7 separate regions of the Mus musculus genome follow, and regions 1, 2, 3, 4, 6 and 7 are each linked to region 5. The links are chromatin contacts, called in public Hi-C, HiChIP or PLAC-seq and promoter capture Hi-C maps. All regions are on one chromosome and are shown on one strand. The core of a region is the stretch at or near the end of the contact, and the rest is flanking DNA. Distances in the headings are between cores, read along the strand shown. Region 1 holds the start of Spidr (scaffolding protein involved in DNA repair). Region 2 holds the start of Dnm1l (dynamin 1-like). Region 3 holds the start of Thap7 (THAP domain containing 7). Region 4 holds the start of Slc25a1 (solute carrier family 25 (mitochondrial carrier, citrate transporter), member 1). Region 5 holds the start of Mapk1 (mitogen-activated protein kinase 1). Region 6 holds the start of Med15 (mediator complex subunit 15). Region 7 holds the start of Scarf2 (scavenger receptor class F, member 2).

What was found. Promoter capture Hi-C pulls out the DNA fragments that hold promoters and counts their contacts. A called contact is a pair of places that touch in the nucleus more often than the background predicts. HiChIP or PLAC-seq counts read pairs in DNA pulled down with a chosen protein or histone mark. Capture Hi-C pulls out chosen DNA fragments and counts their contacts.
Region 1: a promoter capture Hi-C map of liver shows a contact between it and region 5, with 4 times the contacts expected there. The contact joins the promoter of Spidr here to the promoter of Mapk1 in region 5. A contact is called at or near these places in 3 of 39 promoter capture datasets (liver and pre-B cells) and 2 of 115 datasets of contacts at active chromatin or transcription factors (large pre-B cells and pancreatic cancer cells).
Region 2: an H3K27ac HiChIP or PLAC-seq map of extraembryonic endoderm stem cells shows a contact between it and region 5, with 8 times the contacts expected there. The contact joins the promoter of Dnm1l here to the promoter of Mapk1 in region 5. A contact is called at or near these places in 12 of 39 promoter capture datasets (the 3T3-L1 cell line, 3T3-L1-derived adipocytes, the C10 cell line and 6 more), 8 of 115 datasets of contacts at active chromatin or transcription factors (the 230-238 cell line, astrocytes, embryonic stem cells and 3 more) and 1 of 9 other capture datasets (embryonic stem cells).
Region 3: a contact with region 5 is called in a promoter capture Hi-C map of adipose tissue. The contact joins the promoter of Thap7 here to the promoter of Mapk1 in region 5. A contact is called at or near these places in 2 of 39 promoter capture datasets (cranial neural crest and pre-B cells), 2 of 115 datasets of contacts at active chromatin or transcription factors (the SCID.adh cell line and memory CD8 T cells) and 1 of 9 other capture datasets (adipose tissue).
Region 4: a contact with region 5 is called in a FOXA1 HiChIP or PLAC-seq map of pancreatic cancer cells. The contact joins the promoter of Slc25a1 here to the promoter of Mapk1 in region 5. A contact is called at or near these places in 1 of 484 Hi-C or Micro-C datasets (CD4 T cells) and 2 of 115 datasets of contacts at active chromatin or transcription factors (bone marrow-derived macrophages and pancreatic cancer cells).
Region 6: a Hi-C map of CD4 T cells shows a contact between it and region 5, with 2.8 times the contacts expected there. The contact joins the promoter of Med15 here to the promoter of Mapk1 in region 5. A contact is called at or near these places in 1 of 484 Hi-C or Micro-C datasets (CD4 T cells) and 2 of 115 datasets of contacts at active chromatin or transcription factors (memory CD8 T cells and pancreatic cancer cells).
Region 7: a promoter capture Hi-C map of cranial neural crest shows a contact between it and region 5. The contact joins the promoter of Scarf2 here to the promoter of Mapk1 in region 5. A contact is called at or near these places in 2 of 39 promoter capture datasets (cranial neural crest and pre-B cells) and 1 of 115 datasets of contacts at active chromatin or transcription factors (pancreatic cancer cells).

What each region holds. Positions count from the first base shown.
Region 1 is chr16:16,145,193-16,148,564 of GRCm38.p6, forward strand. Spidr (scaffolding protein involved in DNA repair) reads right to left here and starts at 1,659. Exons shown (of 20, transcript NM_146068.4): 1 at 1,553-1,659. The coding sequence starts at 1,585.
Region 2 is chr16:16,357,128-16,360,842 of GRCm38.p6, forward strand. It overlaps Dnm1l (dynamin 1-like), which reads right to left and starts at 1,904. Exons shown (of 21, transcript NM_001360008.1): 1 at 1,637-1,904. The coding sequence starts at 1,738.
Region 3 is chr16:17,529,273-17,532,872 of GRCm38.p6, forward strand. It overlaps Thap7 (THAP domain containing 7), which reads right to left and starts at 1,780. Exons shown (of 5, transcript NM_026909.2): 1 at 1,753-1,780; 2 at 1,506-1,585; 3 at 958-1,113. The coding sequence starts at 1,585.
Region 4 is chr16:17,926,684-17,929,951 of GRCm38.p6, forward strand. Slc25a1 (solute carrier family 25 (mitochondrial carrier, citrate transporter), member 1) reads right to left here and starts at 1,536. Exons shown (of 9, transcript NM_153150.2): 1 at 1,303-1,536; 2 at 862-969; 3 at 684-783; 4 at 471-609; 5 at 1-57. The coding sequence starts at 1,396.
Region 5 is chr16:16,981,689-16,985,243 of GRCm38.p6, forward strand. It overlaps Mapk1 (mitogen-activated protein kinase 1), which reads left to right and starts at 1,694. Exons shown (of 9, transcript NM_011949.3): 1 at 1,694-2,051. The coding sequence starts at 1,939.
Region 6 is chr16:17,720,751-17,724,297 of GRCm38.p6, forward strand. It overlaps Med15 (mediator complex subunit 15), which reads right to left and starts at 2,197. Exons shown (of 18, transcript NM_033609.3): 1 at 2,006-2,197. The coding sequence starts at 2,073.
Region 7 is chr16:17,794,967-17,798,673 of GRCm38.p6, forward strand. Scarf2 (scavenger receptor class F, member 2) reads left to right here and starts at 2,316. Exons shown (of 11, transcript NM_153790.3): 1 at 2,316-2,561. The coding sequence starts at 2,413.

The DNA of each region.
Region 1 (3,372 bases), core at 409-2,908, 840 kb before region 5:
GAAAAGAAAAGCTATTGGAAACTAATAAAATGAAGAGGGCAGAAAGAAATAACAAAAACAACAGATTTCTAAGTTAGGAAAAATTGCTAGGGCCCTGATAAGCTAAACAAATGGTTTCATAACACACTGTAATTTCTTTATGCTGTAGTGACAGCTAAAAATCGCAGTCCAGGGCAAACTCTTAAAGTTGTGAAAAGGCGCCGGGCATGGTGGCGCATGCCTTTAATCCCAGCACTTGGGAGGCAGAGGCAGGCGGATTTTTGAGTTCTAGGCCAGCCTGGTCTACAAAGTGAGTTCCAGGTCAGCCAGGGCTATACAGAGAAACCCTGTCTCAAAAAACCAAAAAAAAAAAAAAAAAAAAAAAGAAGAAGAAGAAGAAGAAGAAGAAGAAAGAAAGAAAGAAAAGAAAAGAAAAGAAAAGAAAAGAAAAGAAAAGAAAAGAAAAGAAAAGAAAAGAAAAGAAAAGAAAAGAAAAGAAGCCGGGCGTGGTGGCGCACGCCTTTAATCCCAGAACTCGGGAGGCAGAGGCAGGAGGATTTCTGAGTTCAAGGCCAGCCTGGTCTACACAGAGAAACCTTGTCTCGAAAAAAAAAAAAAAAAAAAAGTTGTTGAGAATAGGCACAAAGTCAAAATTTGGAGCTGGGCAGTTAGGAGAAGTGAATGAGCAGCTATAAGAGTGAATCAGGACTTTAGGGACGCTTAAATAAATGTATACAGTTAGCAAGGGTATCGAGGGCTGCAAGAACTAATTTATGTTAGATGTAGAAATGTTTTAATTCCTTGATTTTTTCATCTTTTAGTCTTCCTGAAATTTAAATTAGTCTTTTAAATCATAAGTTATACGTGCTTTTACTCTCTAAATAAGTTACAAAGTTCACAGTGTCATCTTTCAAGGCTATCTGAGAAATAAGTACGAATGGTAGTGTTAAGGGAGTTTAGCATTTAGTGAAAGGAAGAGCAGGTGAGGGAATGAAGCACCGTTTGCTGTTCTAAATTTTGAGTATTATGAAATAATCATCTGTAAGTGAGGAACTTTGAAAAGGCAAAATATGATCCAAGAGAAACACAATGTCGGAGAAATGTAGAGGATCGCTTAAATTTCATCCATGTAACAGTTCCTACAACAGTGCCTACAGTATACAGGGACTGCGGGAGACACGGGAGAAGCACGCCTCTCAGAAAGTTTAGGCGGGAAAGCAAAGTGTAGCAAAAGATGCCTGGGACAGAAGAGATACTCCAATACCCACTACTGTCTTGGTGTGTTAAGCAACAAAATAAAACGGAGGCAAATGAACTGCCAGACGCCAGCTCACACTCACTCCGAATCAATTCGTCCTCCCTGTCAGCCACCCACCCGCTTGGTTCCCAGGACCATTCAGCAGACCTGGGCAGAGGCAGAGCGAGGGAACCCTGCCTAGACCGACCGCCACCAACGGGCTCGTGCCGGTCAGACTGGGCGCACCAGCTCCCTTCACCGGACCAGGGACAGGCACGAGAAGCCCACAGAGGTTACACGCCCGCCCTCTGCTTTCATAGCAACAGCACAGCGTACCTTGGACGTGCCGGGGCGGCGGGCTCCAGACATCTCCTACGTGCACAGTCTTCCTGCTCGCCGCCCCATCCGGAAGCCGCCCATCACGCGCCCCGCCCCCTTCCCTCTGGCGACGCCCCTTCCCGCGCCCCGCCCCCTTTCCTCCGGAGACGCCCCTTCCCGCGCCCCGCCCCTTGCGAAAGCCGTCGTCTCAAGTTCCACGGGCTCAAACTGAGGGAGCTGCTGTCTAGGCTCTTCCTCTCGCTCTTTAGGGAGCCTGAGAGCTGATCTACAGGTCATCCTCTCTCCTAGCTAAGCAAAGCCTTAGAGCAGTAACCAGTGATGTGTTAGAATAGCGGGTCACCAAGAAGCACACTAGGCCCAGGCAGTTCAACGTGAAGAGGTTTTATTGAGAGGGAGAGATAAGGGAGTGGCAGAGAGAGAAGAGAAGAGAGCGAGGAGGGGGTGTTCTCCTTATTTATATGGAAAATGATGTAACACAAGTAAGGGTGGGAGGTGAGCCAAGTGAGTTCTGGGATATGGTGGTCGTTGGCTTGGCAGCCGTAAACTAGAATTCAATAATTATTGTTAATTAGTAATAAAACATAAGTAAGCCAGGAAAAGGAATAGTACTTCTCTAACTAATGAGGAATTCTTAAATATAAAATTCATAAATATCAAGAGCAAAGATTTCCTATTTAAAAAAAAAAACTATAGGAACACTAGTTGGATTTGTTATAAAGTAGGTTTCACATACTATAGATCTGGGAAAAGCCAGAGAGCTTACATTCTTAAATTTCTAGATGCTGGTTCAGGGAACATTTTAATGTGGAAGATGAAGCCGTTCCTTGGATGTTTTAAAGCGCTAGGACATAGTTGTCTATGTATGTTCAAACCAGCAGGACAGAGAGCTGCTACTTGAGTGGAAACTGGATTAACAGGGTTTCTAGTGTCGAAAAAAACACTAAATAAGTCCTTGTCAAGAATGTGTTTGCATGGGACTTAAGTAGAAACTAGATTAGCGGAGGCATATTCTATAAAGATATATATTGAAGAAAATATTAAATAAACTATATTGTTGAAAACTTGGAGTGGACAATGGAAAGGATTCTCAGAAAGTTGTATTTACAGATGTGTACAGAAGAGGAGCTTAGAGCCTGGGTGGTGACTTTATTCTCTAACTGAAAGATAGGCAGAGTGGGAAACAAGGCCCTTAATGAATTAAAAATACTACTGCAAGTGGAGCAGTTTTTGATATGCCATTCTGCAAAGGGGGACTACAGCATAGGAGAAAAAAGGACAAAATGACTGGCTTACTGACGTAACACAAGACAGTGGGGTTTTCTGTCTGCTTTGGGTTTCTGTTTGTTTCTTCCACTGGTTAGCTTGTTTGTTTGTGTTTGTTGAGACAGGGTCTCTCACTACTTAGCCCTGACTATCCTAGAACTTACAGTGTAGACCAGGCTAGCCTCAACTCAGAGATTTTCCTGTCTCTGCCTCCTGAGTGCTGAGATTACTGCTGTGCACTACCGCACATGGCAAAATAATATTTGTTTTGTTGTTGTTTGTTTGTTTTTAAAGTCCGAGTTGCAAAAAAAAAAAAAAATCCTGCCCTTCTTTTCCCATGGGCTGATATTTTAGAGAATTACAATTTTCCCAAATTCCCAAAAGTAGTGAATTCAAGGCTGTCTTAGGCTACGTGAAAGGAAACACCAAGTTTAGTTTTCTCTTGGAATAGTTTTCTTAGTCTTTCTAGAATATGTGGTTTTGCTATTGGTTTGTAGTCCTTCTGCAGCACTAATACAATGCTAGCTTGTCACTTCCTCTTATAACTCTCACCT
Region 2 (3,715 bases), core at 654-3,153, 620 kb before region 5:
CATCACTGAAAATCTTCTATAAGATCGCAGGAACAAAATACCAAAACAAACAAAAAACCAAATAGTACACTTGATAATTTGGTCTTCGGGCACAGCCAACATCAAGTGTTAATGCTGGATTATGCAGACATGACTGTCCGAAAACTATCTATGCCAACCCAGCAAATGGCCCCAAAATAATTCCTACTGCTTTAAATATTTAAAGGCCAATAATAATAATAAACTACAGGATGGTTTGAAGTATATGGATATCCTCTAATTTATTTCTTCTTATAATATTTATACACTTTCTGTAGTTAAGATGTAGCCATACAACCCATGGAAAACAGAGAAATCACCCATCACCTCAGAAGAAAAGAATATTAACAAATGGGAGCACCTAAAAGTATGTTTATAAAGGGGCTGGGGAGATGGCTTGGAGGTTAAGAGCAAAGGCTGCTCTTTTAGAGGACCTGGTTTCCAGCACCCACATGGCATCTCACAATCATTTGTAACTCCAGTTTCGGGGATCATATACTTTCTTCTAACCAGCACCAGGGAAAACACTCACATCATAAAAATTAAAAAAAAAAAAAATTCTGGGCATGGTAGTTTTTCAGTCAAGGGAGCTGAAGCAGGGGGAGTGCTATGAGTTTCAGCCAATTCAGGTAACAAGGTAAATTCTTAGCCAGCTTGAAGTACAGAGTAGGGCTCATCTCAAAAACAATTCTCGCCAGGTGTAGTGGCACACGCCTTTAATCCCTGCACTCGGGAGGTTGAGGCAGGCGGATTTCTGAGTTCGAGGCCAGCCTGGCCAAAGTGAGTTCCAGGACAGCCAGGGCTATACAGAGAAACCCTGTCTCGACGCCCCCCCCCCAAAAAAAAACAAAAACAAAAACAAAACAAAACAATTCTCCCCAGGAGGATAGAGGCACTGAATGGTCTTCCAGAAGTCAATTCCCAGCAACCACATGGTGGCATGGTGGCTCACAACCATCCATAATGGGATCTGATGCCCTCTTTTGGTGTGTCTGAAGACAGCGACGGCGTACTCACAAACATTAAAACAAACAAAACCAACAAAAAACGCCCTCCTCCCCTAAAGTTCTGTTGCTCCTCTTCAGTTCAAAGCAGGCATTTTTTTAAAAAATGAAACTCACATATCTCTGCTATTCTAGATATCTATTCAACATTCTTTCATACAAAATTTGGACTTATCGCCAATACCCCACATAAGGCCTGAGAACCTTATACCAAATTTGGGTCACAGTAACAAAATTACAAACACCAAAGTCATGGTGCTCCTTCCTAACTTTAGGCCTCCAACTACACCCGGGATTTTCTTTTAATCTTATTTTTACTTTGTAATAGCTCCGTGGGCCACCGACTCACCACTAGCTTGCTGCCTGTCTGCTCACAGCAACTCCTGAGTCCGTCGCGTCCTCAGCGGCCGGAAGGAAGCGACAGCCGCCCACACGCCCGCCCGCGCGTCCCCCGAGTGCCCTTGGGCCAAGCCGCGCCGGGCTGTAGGCTGCAGGGCCACTCAGTCCCGCTGAGCGCCCGGGAGCAGAGCGGAGCGCCGAGCTGCCGGCCTCCTCCTGGCGACACCTGCAGGCCTGCGGCCGAGCCAGGCCTCGCAATCGCGGCCTCATCTTACCTGCGTTCCCACTACGACGATCTGAGGCAGCTGGATGATGTCCGCACCCACTGTGTTGAAGACGTCCTGCAGCTTATTGATGACCGGGATCAGCGCCTCCATGACCCCCGAAACACTGGACCCCCAACCCAGCAGGCCACTGCAATGAATGGGGACTCGACCCACAGCCCGCTTGCTTCCTCTTCTCCTCCGCCCTTTCCTCGGGAGCCCGCACCCATTGGGCCGGGCCAGCACCCAGCCCGCTCCCGGCAGGCCACGCGCCACGACAGAGGTGGGCGCGCAAAGGCTGCCGGGAGATGTAGTTCAGGCTGAGTGGAACGCGAAGGCCTATTCTAGAAGGTTTCAGGTATCGACCTGAACTGGGCGGGTAAGGAAGCTGAGACCGTGAATCTGAGTCTACTATAGTCAAAATGCTAGCTAACAGCTAGATGAATAATGATTGTTAGAGTGTTATGTATGAGTATGCCTCCAGGAGTTGGGACACACCAATTTTATGGACAACCATGGAAGACTTAGACAAAAGGTTAACAAGGTCTGTACTACATAGTGAAATCCTGTGTTTATAAGAAGGGATAGAGTCGCCGGGCAGTGATGGCGCATGCCTTTATCCCAGCACTTGGGAGGCAGAGGCAGGCGAATTTCTGAGTTCGAGGCTAGCCTGGTCTACAGAATGAGTTCCAGGACAGCCAGGGCTACACAGAGAAACCCTGTCTCGAACCCCCCCCCCCTTCCAAAATAGGGATAGAGTCTATTAATTAACCAATGTCATTTCCTTATGAGAAGTACTACTTTATGAAGAGCAATCAAGGAAACTATAGGAAAACTTAAAAGAATGTCTCCAGACATTTCTACCGCTCCAGCCTACCCACCAAGAGAGTTTATCTGGTCAAAGTTCTGAGAGTGAATGATAAGCCCTTAGAACTAGACATTCGTATCACACACACCAACTACGACTTAAGGTACAATGCAGAAATGAAGGCAGAAAGAATATAAGAAACCAAGGATTGAGCAGCTGTCATCTACTTACAAAGCTGTAGTTGTAGCCTGAATACATAGCACTATATACCTGCACAAGATTGGGCCCTCCAGCTATCTATCATAGAAACAGGAGGTGCCCATGAAGCTCCATTCTTTCTAAAGGAGCAGTAACTGTGAATGTTTGCTGGAGTTGGGGATTAGCTTTTTCTATTAGTATACCCACTAGGACTAATAGGTGGGAAGAAGGAGTCCTAGAAAGGAAGGGGGAATATCAGAGGGTAATGAGGGTACCAAAATAATCACAATATACTGGATTTTAAGACTGTTAAACATAAATAAAACAGTAACTCAGAGCCACAAACTCCCCAGCCTGAGAGGAGTGAAAAGCCAAGCAAAACTTGTTGCTATCTATTCATGATAGCCATGAGCACTCATAGTCACAAAGTTGTGGATTGTATAACTGGAGGGGTTACTTACCATTCACCTGCAACATATGCCATAGGAGACAGGCTTTACTGTTCAGAACACAGATGGTGGCTGGTTAATAAGTTTTGAAAAACACATAAATGAAAGACTCTGAAGATCCAGAAGTGATTTTTGGACATCTTGGCAAATGTTGTGACCTTCCCTTTTGTCTTTTAAAAACAAAGATTTCAGAATCCAAAACCAAGTGCAGCAGCATATATGTAACCTCAGACTGAGAAGGCAGAGGCAAGAGTCAGCTCTATTGTCTCCATAGTGAGCTCCAGCCTAGCCAGAGATAAATAAAGTACCCTAGGAAAAATGATGCATTTATACTTGATTTTCCTTTGTCTTTTACTGTGTGCTAAGAGCTAGTTTGGTAAAATTGATATACATACATATTACCAAAGCCAACATGTCATAGATTGGTATGGTATATGTTCCTACTCAAATTATCTTTTCTCTGGTAACAGAACACATATAGTCTTATATATTATCATGTAGCTTTTTGTAAGAGAAAAAATAATCCCACAGGCAGTGCTTAAGAAAGTCTACCAGTACATTACTGCCAGGATTGCCCAGAGCAATCAGACATAAGAGGAAAGAAACAGGAAGGGATGAGGCCTAAATATTATTACA
Region 3 (3,600 bases), core at 530-3,029, 550 kb after region 5:
AGGTGAATGGAGAACCCACCAGCAGGGATAGGTGGACGGCTGGAAGAACTAGGTGCTAACCATCCTATGAAAAAGCTGTTTTTCTTTTGCATGGAGCGGCTAACCTCAGGTGACTTCCTTAATCATTCTCTACCTTTGTTTTTAAAGATTTTTTTCCTTAAAAACCTTTTTTATTTTTATGTGTATAAGTGTTTGCCTATGACTGTTCACCGAATGCGTGCCTAGTACCTACAGAGGTTAGAAAAGGATAAAGGATCACTTGGAACTGGAGTGAGCCAGTTCCAGTTCCAGACTGCTATAAGCCATTATGTGGGTGGTGGGAAATGAACACAGGTCTTCTGGAAGAACAGCCAGTGAGTGCTCGTAACCTCTGAGCCAGCTCTACTGATGTGTATGAATATTTTGCCTGCATGTACATATGTGTACCCGTGCCCTCAGAGGTAGATTGAACCCCAGTCCTCTGTAATGCTCTAAAATGGTTAAGCCATCTCTCCAGCCCTTCCACCTTATTTTTTTAAAGACAAGTTTCTCAACTCAACACAGGGCTCAACAACTCATCTAGACTAGCTTTTCCATAAGTCCTTGGGATCCCCTTTTTGTTTTGTCTTCTCCAGGACTGGGATTAAAGGAACAAGCAATCACATGTGGCTTTTTATTTGGGTCCTTGAATCTGAAATCAGGTCCTAATGCTTGCATACCACGTCTTTAGCAAAGGGGGCTATTTCCCCAGCCTGGAAAGCCTGATTTTCTCTAATGTCACTGGCACAGTGATCCTGGGATCATGCTTTAACTGTACAAAACTGGAAAGAGGCTTGGCACGCTTGACAACTGGTCTGCTTGTCTCTGAGCATGCCAGCGGATGTGCATGGACTCCACCAGGGCAAAGAGCTGCCTCGTTTGACCCACTGCTCTGATGCCTCACAACCTGTCCTGGTGTTAGCTGGCAGAAAGACCCACCTGATTCCCACCAGCTCAAAGCAGTTTTCCTCGAAGTGTTTGGAGCAGAAGTAGATGTACTCAGAGGTCGGATCCCACAGGCCCTGGCCGCTGGGGTCCAGCCGCTGACAGTTGGCCAGCCACAAGCCGCGCCTGGGGTTGTCTTTCTTGGGAAGTCTGCAGAGCCACAAAACCGTGAGCACCAGACTGTCTACAGTCCTGCGTTCAGGATGCCCAAGCTCCCCAAGCAAGAATGGCAGACCTCCCCGCGACCCTTTCAGATTACCACCCGCTGGGGGAAAGGAGAAACTGAGAACGAGAGAAAGAAAGGGGCCGGCTCAGCATCATCTAGCAGGAATGAGTCGGAGCTGTAAATCCAAGCCAGGTAAGCGTCCAGTCCTTTTTCCGGCTGGACTCGAGACTATGCGCCCTTCCCTGTCACCCTCCCGCTCACAAGTTCAAGCCTCACATCGACCTCGGGAAAGCGCCGTCTCCTGCGAGGCCTAAGGTGCGGCAACACCGGCGCCTGCGCTATGAGCCCTCGCGTGCCACTACGCACGCGCGCTGACCTGTGGAAGGAGATGCCGCGGTTGCGAGTCTCGCGCGTATCCCGTGTGCAGCAGCCGGCGGCGGAGCAGTGTCGCGGCATCTGGGGAAGGGGCGGGATCTGGGTGGTGGGCGGCAGTCGGGGGAGGACTGTCTTCACGCCCAACTGTCACTCCCTCCAGAGGGCCCGAGCCGGTCGGCTCCCCGAGGCCCGACCCCGTACCAGTCTTGTCCTAGCTCGTTCTATAGACTCCCGTCAGCGGTACTCACGGTCTTGCCATTGCTGCGCCGCCAAAATCTCGCGATGGGTGGATCGACGCGGAAGTTGGGAGCAGAGATACTCCGTCGCCCGTGGCGCGGGCCCCCAAGGGGCGGGACCGGAAGAGATCCTGGCGGGGCGGGCCACCGGATGTTGGGAGTGAGGGATGGCGATCGTCGCTCCCGAGTTGAGGTTTCTGCATCTGTAGTTTCGGGTCCCTGTTTTGTTTGAGCGTCTGTCGTTTGGACGAAGCAGCTGGGTGTGGTCTGTACTGCTCCCTGAACAACGTACGCGCACACTCTGGTTGAAAAAGATCCACCACCAAGAAAAACCTGGGCTCTTTACTGAAAGAACTCGGCCACGGACTGGTGGCTCAGCACTTGCTACCAACCCTGAAGATTGAATTTGATCCCCAGGACGCAACCTGCTGGAAGGAGAGAACCAACGTCCAGTAATTGTCCTTTGATCCCCATATACATGCACAAAATAAAATGTTAACGACACATTTAGAACATTTTCTTTTAATGGCCTTGTAAAGGCCTGGGTGAAGATAGTGACCTTATGGGAGGCCGTCCCAATATACTAAGTAGCAACTGTCCAGTTATCGGAATGTTCATTTTTCAAACCCTGAGACGCTAGCCGGTGTGTTCCGAGAGCACGGTTTCCCCAGTGATGCTTTGAAGGGGGATTTCTCTGACCACAGGATCAGGCGTTTTACATTCTAGGCTCACTTTTGTAGCAGGAACAAAGTCAGAAATGGGTTCCTTGGGTTTCTGCTGGGGGAAGAGAGGTGAACAATTACAATCTTGGGATGCAGAAGGGGAGGTTATGGGACTCCAGGCCTGAAGGGCACAAAGGCATACTTGATCTAAGTACCGGCGAGGTTGGGTAGCCTGTTATGCTCCTGTAGAGGAGTTGTCTTGGCTGAAAAGGTCATCGAAGCCCCTATTTAGTTGGTTTTGATTTTTCCTGATCTGTTGGAGGCATTCATCCCTATATAAAGCCTCCCATTGAAGGAATAGGGGGCAAGAAGGACCAACCGATGTGCTGGCTCAGTAGTGTACTTAGAGCTGCACAAGACTCAGAAGAATGGATTTGGCCCAGGGTGCATGAGTACCATCCTCCTTTTGATTGTCTAACCTCTTTTAATTCATTGGCCCAGTAGGGATACCAGTGTAGGGGCAGAGAGTAAGTGAGTTGAAAACATGGAAAACCCAGGTGTTACTTTATTTGTGCTGAAGTTTGGACGAATCTCTAATTTCACATAGTTGGTGGGTGTGGGAGGTAGAAGACAAAGAGCCTTCAAGAGTTCTATGAGTGTTCTTAGGGTGTGAGGGAGGCAGGAGGGGGCATAAGGCATCAGTGGGGCATAAAGAGGGTGTGTGTGGATGTGGCAGGTCATTTTCTAATATACTCAATGGCCTGTTCAAGGGCAGTGAGCTCCACCTAGGGGCAGTCTTCAGGGCGCTCCTCCACAAGATGTGGCCAGACAATAGACTTCACCTAGGTTAGAAGACTCCACCCTAGGTGGGCTAGGCAACTGTGGTAAAACAAGGTCTGATTCAGCCTGTTCAAGGCTAGCCCCGACCAAAAGAAGTTGCCCCTTCACCGTAGTCAGTCCCTTGCGATGCCTCAAATTGAAGGTAAAGGAAGAAGGAAGAACCAGCTGAGGATCCTCAGGTTGGGATGCTGATGTCCCTCAGAAGGAAATCCTTGCCATCTTCCGAGCATCCCTGTTTGAGCCCCAGATGTGGGTCCTTTGCTCCCGACTGGGCGTTGATCACTGGTGGTCTCAGGATGCAGAGGAGCTGGGGAGCAGGGTCTCAGGCAGTGGTGAGTATTTTATTGAAATAGTGGGG
Region 4 (3,268 bases), core at 286-2,785, 940 kb after region 5:
GTGGAAAAATCCTCGGTACTTGGGGTTGGAGGAAGTCTGGTCATGGATGAACTTCACCTAAAAGGAAGGAAGCAATGGCCCTGGTTCCTGGCCACATCTGCACTTTATCTGGCAGACCCAGACCTTACCAACGTTAGGCCAAAGCTGGGGACTCCCAGCTCTTCTGCAGGAAATCCCTAGGCTGTTCTTGAGTTCCATTACACATAGGCCCCAAGACCTCAGAGGGTTTCCCCAGCGTTACATTTGCTATTTCCTAGACTTTGAATAGTGAGTTATGCTTTGAAGACTTCGCTCATGCTTTTATTACGCATGAGCCGCCACAGGAGACCCTTTCTGCCACCATTTACCACGAACCTGGTGCATATGTGTGGGGACCCTTCCCACCTTGACAGCCTCCATGGGGGCACATGCCATTAAAACCTGGGAGCCCGAAGATACCCTGGCTACCCCTGAAAGGCTCAATCCCTCACCTTGATGGTCTCCATAGGGCACACGACTACCACTGCTTCTGCCACGCCGGCACCCAGACCGCACAATAGTCCTCTCCTGCTGTCGAGCCTACCTTGGGCATCCCGCATGTGGTTGCTGAGGAACTCGAACATCCCAAACCTAATGAAGAAGACATGTGAGGGGGCCCGCTGCGGCCACTCCCTCCGGGTCGTTTCAACAGAGCAGAGTCTCACCTGACAGCCGCCTTGGGGATGGAGCCGTAGAGCAAGGAGCTGAGGCCGCGGTACAGGCCCAGGACGCCATGGCTGCGGACAGTTTGCCGCACGCAGTCTCCTACGGGAGGCGCGGTCAAGACCCTAGCTCCTCTGCTCCGCAGTGTCCCCCTAGCCACCCCCGGGAGTCCCTCCTTACCGATGCCCCGGTACCGCGGTGGGTTCGCTCGTTCATCTAGCTGCAGCTGCGTCTTCACGTATTCGGTCGGGAAGGTGATGCAGATTTCGATGCCTCCAGCCAGGCCGCCTGTGGGGACCAAATGCCTGGGGCTAGGGACACCCTTGCCCGGTGGACCCAGCCGCTACCGCTGCCACCGCTGCCGCCGCCGCGCGGCCCCTCCCCCGCCCGGACTTTGCCCGCGTCGCTGCCAGCGTCCCGACGATGCCCACGCCCCCACCCGGTGGTCTCCGCCTGGAGTGCCCAAGAGACTCTGAGCGACAGCAGACGAGTGGACTTAGGGGTCCCGGGTCGCAACCCCGACACCTCCGCCCCTCCGGAAGTTGGGCGGGGCCTGGGCGTCCCCGGCCCACCCGGAAGCGCTGTCGGACAGGCTCTGAGTTGGGGTTCCGAGTGACCCACCTGCTAGGATTGCCTTCCCGGGGTGCGTCAGTTTGGGCTTCCCGGACCCCGGCGCGGCGGCCGACAGAGCGCGGGGCCCGCGAGGCGCAGCCATAGCGGGCAGGAGGAGAGGCGCCCGGCGTCGACCTCGGGTCCGAGCCTCCGGCGCGGGGTTCTCGGGAAGCAGCGGAGCCGGAGGCTACTGAGACCACGACCAATTCTGGTCCGGGAGGCGGGGTGGTCACGTCAGCTCCCGGGCTCCGCCCCGCGTGGCCTGAGCTGAGCCCCGCCCACGCCACGCCCCGTGCCAGCCGGGAAACTGAGGCTTGGGCGGGATGCACTGGGGCACGCGTCGGGGCGGAGAGCTGAGAGCAGCCAATGGCCGGTGCTGGATTCCGGGGAGACGGAGAACCCCGCCGGAGGCGTGGTCTCCGGACAGCAACGCTAAGCCAAGGCGGGTAGCAGTGGGTCAAGGTGCAGTTTAGAGACACGTGCGTCTGGAGCGCGCCTTGGGGTTAAGGTGGGCCTCGAGATCCTGGGGGCGATGTAGGGACACATCCACCCCGGTGCGTGAATTCAGTCTTCTGAATTATTGTAATAACAGAGCTTGGCCTTCGTGCACCCTCCCGGGCAGTGCGATGATCACTCTGCCCTTCCCGGATTCGTCCGGAAACAGAATTTTCCTAGGCAGGTTCCCCCGACAAATGCAGGTTTCCCTTCCTTTCAGTTTCTAGCGAATCTTTGAAGGGCCTATTAAGTTGGCCTTTGTCCCGCCTACCCACACAATCACCAGGCAGAGCTGCTTTGCTCTGATAAACATGTTTTAATATTTATGGTCGGCAGGAGGCTCAAAGTCTTGAGAAGTCTTTGTTGCCACACATATCCTCAAAGCCGCCTGGAGGGGGCAGCCCTAGCCGGCTTGGGGTGAAGCTCCCAGGAGTCTTTGCAGACCTTTGGAGGCCTAAGGGTCCACCTCCCTGCTGTCTGAAAGGAAGCAGTCGCTGGGGGTGGTCAGTGATCTCCCCCAGCTCTGGGTTGGCTCAGAAGCTATCACAGGGCTTTAGCTAAAACAGAGTGCCCAGATATTGTACCTCCCAGTTGGAGTCCTTTGTGATTCCTTTCCCAGAAAAGGTTAAATGGGTTGAGGGTTGGGTGTGGACACATTACCCAGTATAAACAAAAGCACTCAAAGGAGGCTCCTTGTAGGCAGGCGCTGTAGAGTATTAATAGGGTAAGCCTGTAGGATAGCAGAGGAGAGCCTATAGCTAGTCTGGCTTCTGCTGGTTTTTTTTGGGGGGGGGGTCGGGTTGGGGGATTGTGGGTTGTAGTACTTGTACTGAATGCCATTGTGTGGTCGAGGGGCAGAAGGAACAGGATCAATTCCACTCATCAGAGCCTAAGGCACTGGGCCAGCAGATGTCTGGAGGCAAGGAGTATGGGGATGGCAGTTGGGGGCCAGTGGGAGGTTGGCCAGGCTAGAGGTGCAGCTGGAACACCCCCCCCCCCACACACACACACAACTGGACTCTTAGCTCAGGTAACAACAGCTGGTGAAGGCCAGCTGGCATCCTGTCCTCCTCTCCCACCAGTGTTAGTACTCACTACACCCAGTATATTCAGGATACAACAGCCTCTGAGGGCTTGTTCCATGCAATCCTGGGTGGGCTTTCAATTCAACGCCCTTTCTAGCACACGTGAGAAGGAACTCTCCCAGAGCCTGGTGGGTCACAGCAGCAGTCCACAGCTGGGCATGGAGGTAAGAAAAATGCTGGCTGTGCTAGTGTTTCTAGACACATGACTGCCACACTTGGTCACAACTGGGATCCTTCCCACCTCTACCTACCCATCTGGCACCAGGGCCCAGTGCCATGGATGGCCTTTGTCCCTCTCTACTTCAGGGTGCCAACTGCCAAACACTAGCACACATTAGAGTAAAAGCACAGCCCTCATGTGCTCTCCACATGTCCCTCTTGTTGCTCAGTCTCTC
Region 5 (3,555 bases), core at 444-2,943:
CCTGGGGAGACACAACACAGGTTTCCTCACTACAAACAGGAGCTCACAACAGACCAAAGTGTGGATGCTGCTGAAGTTGAAGAGTGTCCTTCCGAGTGCATAAGTTTGTCTAAACCATTACCAGGCAGCAGGCAGGGTTTTGCCTCTTCCAGGTAGCTGGTCTCAAGAGTCTTTGCAGCTCACCTGAGCTCCATCTCAGAGGGACTCTCAGCTTTTATTGCTTACTCTGGTGGGAGGGGCCTAGTGAATCTGGTCAGTTTTAAGGACTTCCTGAAACTCCTTTGAGTTTTTTGATTGGTTTTGTTTTTTTGAGACAGGGTTTCTCTGCATATTCTTGGCTATCCTGGAACTCACTCTGTAGACCAGGCTGGCTTCCAATTCATAAGCGATCTGCCTGCCACTGCCTCACAAGTGGTGGGAATCAAGGTGTGAGGCACCATGCCGCCTTGCTGCTTTTAGTTTTTAGTTTACTATTTCAGAAGCTTCCCCTCAAGTTAGAATGTTTCAAGTTCATAGAATGTTTCAGTCCTTCAGGAAACTGTTGCACAACACCTGGACCCGAGTCCCCAAATTTCTATGTCTTTTTCCAGTGTCCCTACCCACAGCTCTCTATACTTTCCCTTGGCTTTTTATTTCTTCACAACACTTAAGTGCAAATATTGTATTTTGTCTGTCTTTTCACTCTGGAAGCATGGCTGGCTCCAGTGCCGTAGATATTCAGCAAATCTTCTTGAACAAACCTCTAATTAGGGGATTCAATGTCTTGTGTTTTGGTTTCTGCTTACTTATGTCTCACACTGTTAGGTGTGTGTCACGGGCAAGAAGGTAGATATATGTAGTTAGTATAACAAAAGTTATATTTTATTATGCTGAAGGTCATCATGCAAGGTTTACAGTCTAAATTTCTTACAGTCCTAAGCCTGTCTCCCCAAGGTCACCTGTGTCACCTATCTTAGCTTCAGATCAGGTTTCTGATTTGAGGATCAGGACCCTGGCGGGGGGGGGGGGGGGGGGGGGGGAGTGGATTCTCTAGCCACAGAGCAGATCAAGGTGTATCTCTCCAGATGTGTAGAGCAAATCACTGCTTTTGGTCTCTGCTTATATTCTGTCCAGTGGGCATCATGGGGTTCTAGGACTGTATCTGGTTATCTTGCGTGAGTGATGTCACTGAGCTCTGGATCAGGAGCAGCCTTGGATGCTGTGGGATTCCTGCTTAATCTAGTTTTATATGTCTAAAAGGCATTTTTTAAAATTATGCTCATTACAGGGTGAAAGTTTTTTTCTGGGTCTGGGTTATGCTTTTTGGTTTCTGTCCCACTCTGATGGTCTAAGTTCATCAGAGTGCACAATGTGGGCCACGTATTCTTAGAGGTCTGTCTCAGGGGTCCCGTGGTTGGTGTGCAGTGAGTCCTCTGGTCTCAAGCCAAGTCCCTGGTCCCGTGTGAGTTCGTTCTGGACCAGGCACAGCACCAGGACAGTGGGTGGGACTCTGTGGGGTCCTTATGCCTAAATTCCAACCTAGCTCTCTAGAGCTACCCAGCGCTTGGGTCTCCGAGCGCACATGACGTCCCTCCCCCGCAGCCGCAGTGCTCCTGCCTCACCTCGCTGCTTCCGCCGACCCGCGAGACTCCGCCCTCTCTACCAAGAGAAGCCAATCAACACGCACGCCCTTGACTCCGCCCTAGCGCCCTTCGACGCGAACCCTTCCCTCCTCCCACTCGTAGCCCGCCCGTCAGGCAGGAAGGCTGGCAGTGGTTCTACCGGCGGTTAATTCTCTCCTCTGTGTTGTCCTCCTTCCTCGTTCCCGATCGCCGGCGGGGGCGGCTACACGGGCGGCAGCGCGGTTCCTGCGGGAAGCGCAGCATAAGTCGAGCGGCAGCCGCGAAGCGTCGAACCGAACGCGGCGGCGGCGGCGGCGGCGGCGGCTGTGCAGCCAACATGGCGGCGGCGGCGGCGGCGGGCCCGGAGATGGTCCGCGGGCAGGTGTTCGACGTAGGGCCGCGCTACACCAACCTCTCGTACATCGGAGAAGGCGCCTACGGCATGGTTTGGTGAGTATCCGCGCTGGATTTCAGGCCCGGCCTCACGCGGTCACCCTGTGCCCCCTGCCTGTGGCTGATCTGGACGCACCCACGGCCCTTCCCGCGCCTTGGCCTCGCGTTCTGCGGCGCCCCGGACCCCTGGCTTCTTGGCCTTCACTCCTGGAGCCCTGGGGCGGGGTCCTGGAGCCGGTCGAGGCTTAGGTGTTGCTCCTCGTCTTCCTCTGCTGCTTCTCGTTTGCGGTTGGAGGGGCAACCCCGATTGAGGCCAGGACTCGAAGACTCCGGGGCTTGGTCTTAAAGCGCGTACTTTCGAGGCTTCTCCCTCGGGACGGGAACGGAAGTACACTGTGTCTCCTAATTTATAGCATTATAGCCACCGCCTCTTGACATTAGATTAAAGCCAGGAATTGTATTAGATGCTTGTCCGTGGTGGCGGCGGCCATGGTTTTGCAAGACGGAATAATAGGCTTGTGTGCTGAGCACCAAAATATTTTTCTTCTCTTCTGTGTACGTGAACAGCATTCACAAAATATCTTAAGTAGCGCTAATGATGCTTTCTGCCTCGGGCTTAACCGTTAATGACACAGCGTTGGTTGTGGACATATTGAAATCTTGAAGTTTCAAAATGGATTTAAATATACCGATTGTGTTTCAGAAAGGATAAGCCAGCATCACTCTAGAATTATTAAGAAGTATTTGGAGTTAGTCCTAATTTGACTTTAAATTATCCCGTCGTTACCCTCAAGAGTACTCTCTTAACAGTGTGAATGTATCCATATGTTTTAGCCCGATTACTGTGATCGTTTCCCCATAACGTTTCAGTGTTCAAGAATAGTTTTTGCACGATCACTTGCAGGATTTCCTGCATGTGGAATGTTGAAGTGTATTGTTTTAACTAAAACAAGTTCATTTATCGAAGGTCTCTGAGATAGTTTAATTTAACTTAGCTATCTTGAGGAAAGAGAAGACAGCCTTTTTCAGATAAGGTATTGAAAGGAAGTCCTTTTACAGGGCGAAGAACTAGAATCAAGCTTTGCTGTAGAAAGATCCTGTTTTAAATGCTTCAGCTCTTGAGCTATTGCACAGGCCTCTCCTTGATTTAATAATCTCAGGACTTCGGCATATTTTCCTGATGAACAAGTCTATTCAGAAATGCATTAAAATTTGAATAGTCATAATTTTAGAAATGCCAGAAAAGGTGTGTTTTCACCAAGTGTGCTAACAAGATAGAATAATTAACGTTCTTTTTTTTTTTTTTTAAAGAAAAGACTCATGAATAGTTATATTTTTATGAGCAAAATGTCTCATAGTATACAATTACGAAGATAAAAGTGAACTGGACCTGCAAGTCAAAAGAGGAATGGAGAAAAAGTACTTTCCATATCACATTTGTCTTGCATGTATTACTACCCTGTACCTGCTGGTAAATATGCCAGTAACACTTATTATTGACACTCATGATTACCCACTATAGGCTCATTTATTTAAGGGGGGATTATTTTAAGTAGGGACA
Region 6 (3,547 bases), core at 947-3,446, 740 kb after region 5:
ACCTCAGGACTCACAAGGCATTACAGTGTATCCAGTATACTTCAGTCTTCCCTCAGACCTCAGATACTTCTGCAGCTCTCCCCTACTGTCTGTGATAACAACTTGCTCTTCCAGATCCACTGTACTGGGCTTTCCCAAAGAATCCTTGCCCTGGAGCTCAGACCATTTCTCAAGACTTCACTTAGAGATAACTCAAGTACATCAATACTGCACTTGTGGGCTGGAGACTTGGCTCAGAGGTTAGAAGCACTCACACTGAGCTCTTACAGAAGAAGCAGGTTCGATTCCCAGAATTCACAGGGCAGTTCATAACCCCCTGTAGCTCCAATCCCAGGGAATCTTATACGCTCTTCTGACCTCTGACATCATCAGATATACATGGTTCACTTATATACAGGCAAGCAAAACACTCATATAAATAAATTAAATCTAAAACAATTAAGAAACAAAACACTTGTTTGCTGAACTGTCTGCAAAACCGTGCAAGGGTTATTGTGCGGCGGTACCAAGCCACTGACACAGTACCCACTCCCTCCACTGTACTGATGCTTCCCCGATTTAGTCCATTGCTTCACTCCACCCCACCCCACCCCACCCCCTCCATCCAGTTAGTCACCAATTGTCCACATATTCATTCCTCTTTCTCTGGAATCTGTCTTCCTCTTTCAAGTTCAGCACTTAATACTGGTCTTTATGATCTCTGCCAACCAAGTCTTCTACAATCAACTCATGAGACCATATGATCTAAATGAAAAAAAGACAGAACCCCCACCAACCCTTCCAAAGGAAAAAAACTCCCCAAATTGCCTATTTGGCCTCTCTTGGGTCCCTAATTCATCTCCAGGGACTCAGGGGCCTTCCCAACACTAATGCTGCACCACCTCAAGGCAGACCACGTGTAAAACACTGGAGGAAGGGCCGGGCAGTGATCCCAGCGCTTGGGAGGTAGAAGTAGGCAGATTTCTGAGTTCCAGGACAGCCAGGACTACACAGAGAAACCCTGTCTCGAAAAACTAAAAAACAAACAAACAAACAAACAAAAAACCACGGGTACAAGTTGTTTGCCCAAAACACCCAACACTAACCATGCCAGCATCTGCTCATCCTCATGATGTATCCTTGACTACTTTGCTTCAAAGACCCAGAACTCTCCACCTACAGCCGTCCATCCTGATGCTTTCACAATCATCTGCTGGGAATGGTGGCCTGTCACCCTCCTACTTTTCTCTCTAGAGCTCAATCTGTCACCTACTCGAGGCTGCTCCAGTCTACTCAACTGACACTTTAGCACCCACAAAAATGACTGAGCATTGGCACGACTGTACTGTTTCTTTACAGACAGACAGTACCAACCCTCAGGGGAAAAGCTGTGCCACAGGCAATTTTCTGAACACTTTAGGAAACTCAGTAAAATGGCTAAGTGCAACAAGCACTCTGCAGTGCTCCGTGGGCAGAGGGCATCCCTGCCCTTCACTCCCGAAGTTCCCACAGCTATTTCCTGCTACCCTTTGGCCAAGTTGACACACCTTGTGGAAGAAACCGGAGCACTCTTCTATTCCACTGCCTACAACCCAAACACATCAATCTTCCAATTTACCTTCCTTCCAGCCTCCTCCAACTCATTGATGTGGTTTTCGTTTTATTTATTTATTTTATAAAAGAAGCCACGCGGCACCCGTGTAAAATCTCTGGCTGCCTCATTCTCTTTCTATATTCGGTGCGAATCGAAGCAAAGGAAAATCTGCACACAAATGACGAGGCGGCTCAGGACGATGACTCACTAGCCAGGGCACTAGCTGGGTTTGCAGAGTTCCTCCCCAGAAAAACTAGCCAGCAGTCCCTGTCTGCCGAGAAAGGCCAGAGAGACTCCAGGAGGACCCTTGTACGTCCCCGGCACCCAGCGGACACCGCAGCTTCTGACCAGGGTCAAGAGCGGGTCTAGCCCGGCCTCACCCTCCCCGCCCGGAAGGTCCGACCACCGGTCCTTGCCCCAGGCCACACTCACATTTGGCTGACCAGCTTCTGCCGAAAGGCGGCGCTACGCCAGTCGGTCTCCTGCCCCGAAACGTCCATGCCCGGAGCCCCTACTCTTGTAGCCCGAGTCCCTACCGGCCACCCCCGGCGCCGCCGCCTCTACCACAGCGACAGGCCCGAACCCGGAAGCCGAGCGATCCCGCTACTGGGCCACGCCGGAAGTACAGGAAGAATTGTGGGAAATGAAGTCTTGCTTTTGTATACGCATGCGCGCCACAGAAAGAGAGAGGAAGAGAGGAAGGGGAGAGGGGGAGAGGGGAAGAGGGAGAAGGGGAGAGGGGGAGAGGGGGAGAGGGGGAGAGGGAGACACAGAGGGAGAGACAGAGATACAGAGGCGGAAACACAGACAGAGGCAGAAACAGAGAGAAAGACAGAAAAAAGAGACAGAAAGACAGACACAGAGACAGATACAGAGACAGAGAGAGACACACATGCGGACACATAGACACACACACACCACACACAGACACACATACAGAGTCTATGTATATTTTGTTGCCAGTGTTGGGATAATTGCTAATGTATAACATATTTTTGGTATTTTAAATAAATTTGGTATTTAAATATTGAGATTTTAATTTCTAACATATGTTAAGTGTACATAAGTATATGTACATTCTACAGTCATCAAAATAAAGCTAGTATTTCACCAACAAGCAATGTTAGGTTTAGGATCTCTGCTCATTGAATCATTAAGCTCCATATTTAAAAGGAAAGCAAAAGCATTATTTCTGTTAATGTTTTCTCTGTGGTTCATATTCCTTGCTTCTTAGTGGTGCATCCCTTAATACAGGACATTTTGGTCTAAGTGGATAATTGTTGCTGGGCTTATGTGTCTCGAGTTCACCTTTCAATGTTTATATGATTTAAGTTTAGAGTAGAGATTACAAGGTAACTAACCAATTTTGTAAGTCTTCATTTTTTCCAACAATATGTAAGGCCTCATTTTAGAACTTTGTTTGTCCCAGCACTTGGGAGGCAGAGGCAGGCAGATCTCTGTTGAATTCAAGGCAGCCTGGTTTACATACTGAGTTCCAGGACAACCAGGGCCTATGTAGAGACACATTGTCTCAAACAAACAAAAACAAACAACACCCAAAATGAACCCCAAAATAAATAAATAAATAGACAAATAAAGAAATAAATAAAATACATGTGTTTATTATTATAGAAGAAAGCACCCTTTAAAAAAAAAAACTTTTGGCCTTTGGAAAAGTCTTAAACACAAATGAATTAAAAACTGAGTGTCAGGGCTGGAGAGATGGCTCAGAGGTTAAGAGCACTGACTGTTCTTCCAGAGGTCCTGTGTTCAATTCCCAGCAACCACATGGTGGCTCACATCCAATGTACTGTTTTGGTGTGCCAGAATATCTGAAGACAGCTACAGTATATACATGAAATAAATAAATAAATAAATCTAAAAAAAAAAAAAAACCCCTGAGTGTGGGGGCTGGAGAGATGGCTCAGCCATTAAGAGCATTGATCTATTGCTCTCTTCTGGTGTGTCTGAAGA
Region 7 (3,707 bases), core at 1,066-3,565, 810 kb after region 5:
GTAATGAGATCTGACACCCTCTTCTGGTACTTATAATAATTAAATCTTTAAGCTGGAGAGAGCAGAGGTTCTGAATTCAGATTCCCAGCAACCACATGATGGCTCACAATCATCGCTACAGCTACAATGTACTCATATACATCAAATAAAATCTAAAAAAAAAAATACTTTTGAGACAATAAACAAAGAGACCCAGGGCTTTATGTAGCCCTGGGTGTATTAGAACTTGCTTATAGGTAGGAAAAACAGGCTGGCCTCTTAACTCACAAAGCTCCTCCGTCTTTGCCAGCTGCACTCTTGTTTCCTTATGTTGCTCTTGTCAGCAACTGCCACAGCAACAGGAAAAGTGGACAGCATTCAAAGTGGCCACCCACACTTTTCTCAAGAGTCGAACCTGGAAAGTTCAGCTTGTATGTTCAGGTCCCAGGCAGGAGTTTACCCTAGCTTAGGGAGAGGGTAAATGGGGTGTGTGGGTGACACTGGGGAACTCATGTAATGAACATGAAGTCAGGTTGCTATTAGGTTGTGCCCTTCATAGCCATCAAGCATGGGAATTGGTCTATGGGAAGAGGATAGGCTGATGCCATTGGGACGTGGCCCAGCTGAGGCTTCTCCTCAGGTCAGTACTTAGAAAGCCCCAGCTGAACCACGCAACTACAGGAACCTCTGCTTCTAACAGCCTGGGGAGCCTCCTTGGGGAGGCCACTGCTGAGGGCAGGGTTGTACTCACCCTCAGCTTCCCAGAAGTGGTTGGCTTATTTACTTGTTGCTGAGAAGTATTTGCATTTGTGACCACATGGGAAGACTGTTCCTTTTACCCACTCCACCTCTCCCCTGCGCCACCAGCCTAGCCAGGCTGAGAGGGCTGAGGAGAGGCCTGAGGTCCTCCCCTCCCCGCCAGCCTGCTAACATCTATGGCCTTGGGCCTGTCCACTGCTCTGGTTCCGGCTCAGTCCTTCAGGCTCCCTGTCTACACCACCTGTCCCTCATACGCAAGGTGCCCTCTGCCGGCTGCCCAGGAAGATATTGTCTAACCTTTCCCTCAAGTCAGAAGCACACACACCTTGGTGGGACCAGGCTGCCAACAAAGGTGTGTGAACTCCTGCAGTCTGGAGCAGTCTGCCTCAGGGTCTCTCCTGCTTTGTCTTTTCTGGACCCATGCAGCTCCAACCATCTCCTGTCTGACCTAGGCTGTGGTAACCATAAGTACTGTGTTCTGCTCTGCCTGGGTGAAGCCAGTGATTCAAGGCAGGGATGAGAGAAGAGCTTTACTGGTGAGAACAGTAAAGGGTTAACAGAGGGCCCCTGCCCAAGCTGCCTCCTGGCCCAGGGGTCTTATCCTTAAGCTTGTGTAGAGACTTGGAGGAAGGATATCTTTAGCCAAGTCCAAGTCGTCCCTAGGATGGACACTGATTCTGCAGCTCCTTTGACAGGCTTGCTGATGTCATACTAAGGTCAGGCTAGAGGTTCCTGGTAAAGGAAGCTTTCTGACTCCGAAGACTTCTGGTTCTGCTTACATGACAAGGCTCACTTTGACAGCTGTTTAGGGAATGAGGTGCTCAGGAGATCAGGAGACAAAAGTGGGTATGGTAGAGACAGAGCAATCTACTTAGTGGCCCTGGTTGTCCTTATGTAGTAGGGGGGTCTCCATTCTAAGCCTTGATTTCACTCTCTGAACTTCTCCTTCTTAGGAGCCAATAGCCTTCTCAAGCTGAATACATGCCCTGGGCACCCAGTTCCTTCCTACCCCTTGAGAGGACTTCTGAGTTTCAGTTTTCATCTCCAGTGTCCCCTTCCCTGTCTTTACCTCCTCATTATATCAAAGACCATCACTGCTTCCTTCTGTTCCAGGCTTTTTCCTCAGAGAGCTCCTTTCCCTAGGTCTCCAGTTCATTCCCACAGGTCTTTGTCTACATCTTGCATGCTGCAGGAGATCAAGAGATGCTAATGGCACACCATAGAACAACTAGGGGTTCTTAGCTCCAGCCGAAGGCCAGTGTGTGAACCGGGGCCTTCTCCAGGACCCCTTTGCTCCCGGGCCTGGCGGCTCCAGGGCTTCTGACAAGGGGGAGAAAAGGCGCGGACCAGGACTCCTTCACAGGATCCCGCAGCTCCTTCTTCCCGCAGTGCTTCGCCGGCTTCCACCAAGTTCACCCCCGAGTTCGTGCATGGCCAGGTGGGGGCGGGGGCCGAGCAAAGAAGGGGCGGAGGCGCGACCGGAGGGTGGGGTCTGGCGCGCGGGGCGGGCGCTGCCGCCTGGCCGGCCGCGCTGGCCCAGGATCAGGGAGCCGATGTGGAATTTCCTGCCCGGCCCGGCGCCCCTCCTGCCGCCCCCCGCCCGGCCTCGCACTCCGCTTCCGGCCGCCCTTGCCGCGGCCGCACCCGCGCCCACCCGCGCCTGCCCCGCGCCTCATGGAGGGCGCAGGGTCCCGGGGGGCCGGGCCGGCGCGGCGCCAGGGAGCCCGAGGGCTGGGACTGCTGCTGCTGCTCTGGCTGCTGCCCGGTCTCGCGGCGCCCCAGGACTTGAACCCGCGAGGCCGCAACGTGTGCCGCACGCCCGGGTAGGAACTGGGCCTGTCCGAGGCGTGGGCGCGAAGCGGGCTGGGGGTAGCGGCGCCCCATTTCAGTCCGGGCCATCTAGGACCTCCCTAAACTGGTCACGCGAGCCCCTCGGGCCTGCCTCGCGTCTTGGGCTCGGTTCCAGGCCAAGCCTGGGCCCTTAGGCTGCATCCGAGGGCCGGCTGGACCAGAAATCACCTGAGGGGTAATGGAGTACTGTGGGGAGCCCCCAGGGGTACTATGTGGTGTCCAAAATGTCAGGGGAGAAGAGAAAGGAGCTACTCCCTAAGCCAAGCAAGGACACTCGGAGGGGACAGCATGTGCATAGGCTTTAGGAGCCAGTGGCTTGAGCCTGGAGTAGGGGTTTAGAAGGGCGAAGGAGCAACCTTGGGCGAGCTGGGCACTGGGACAGTCGAGACTTGGAAGGACAGATTTGTCTTGGTAGAGCGGGCGCGGGGTGGGAGGAAGATGGTGGTGAAAGTGAGCACGGACAAGGCTACACTCACGGTGGACCAGAAACCGGAGTGCTTGAGGACAATGATGGACGCGCGATGGGGAGGACGTGGGAACCCCTGTTGGCTCCTTGTGGGCGGCCACTGGGTGTACGGAGGTGGGTCTCTGAGAGGATCTTGCTAGGAAAGCCGGTGTGGGACAGGCCCAGCCAGAAAGCAGTGGAGCCCGGAGCTTGCGCGGAGGGTGAAGAGCGACGACGGCTGAGTAGGCGCAGAAGCCGAGGGACCTGTCTGCTCGTCGGAGCCACGACGCAGTCAAGGCATCTCTGCAGAGGCGAGGAACCCACGGTGGGGCGCCTCTGCCAGTGCTGGGGAGGCTGTTTTGGGACTCCAGGCTAGGGTCCCGGGGGGCACCCTGGGTCAAACGGCTCCCCGGGGTGCGAAACGTCAGCTAGGGTTTTGGAGGGTCAAAGTAGACGAGGGCTGCTAGCTGACCGCGCGGTTTCCGAAATCGGGTCGAGAGGACACAGACCACTCCCGGCCGCGAGCCCCGCCTCGGAGGCGGGGGGGGGGGGGGGCGCCTGACTAGCCATCTGCTTCGCATCGCCGCCGCCGCCTCGTCCCGGGCCTCCCCGGCCCCAGGAATGCAGCGGCTGAGGCAGGCGGGGCGGTGCCTAGGGAGGGCGGTCAGCCCGC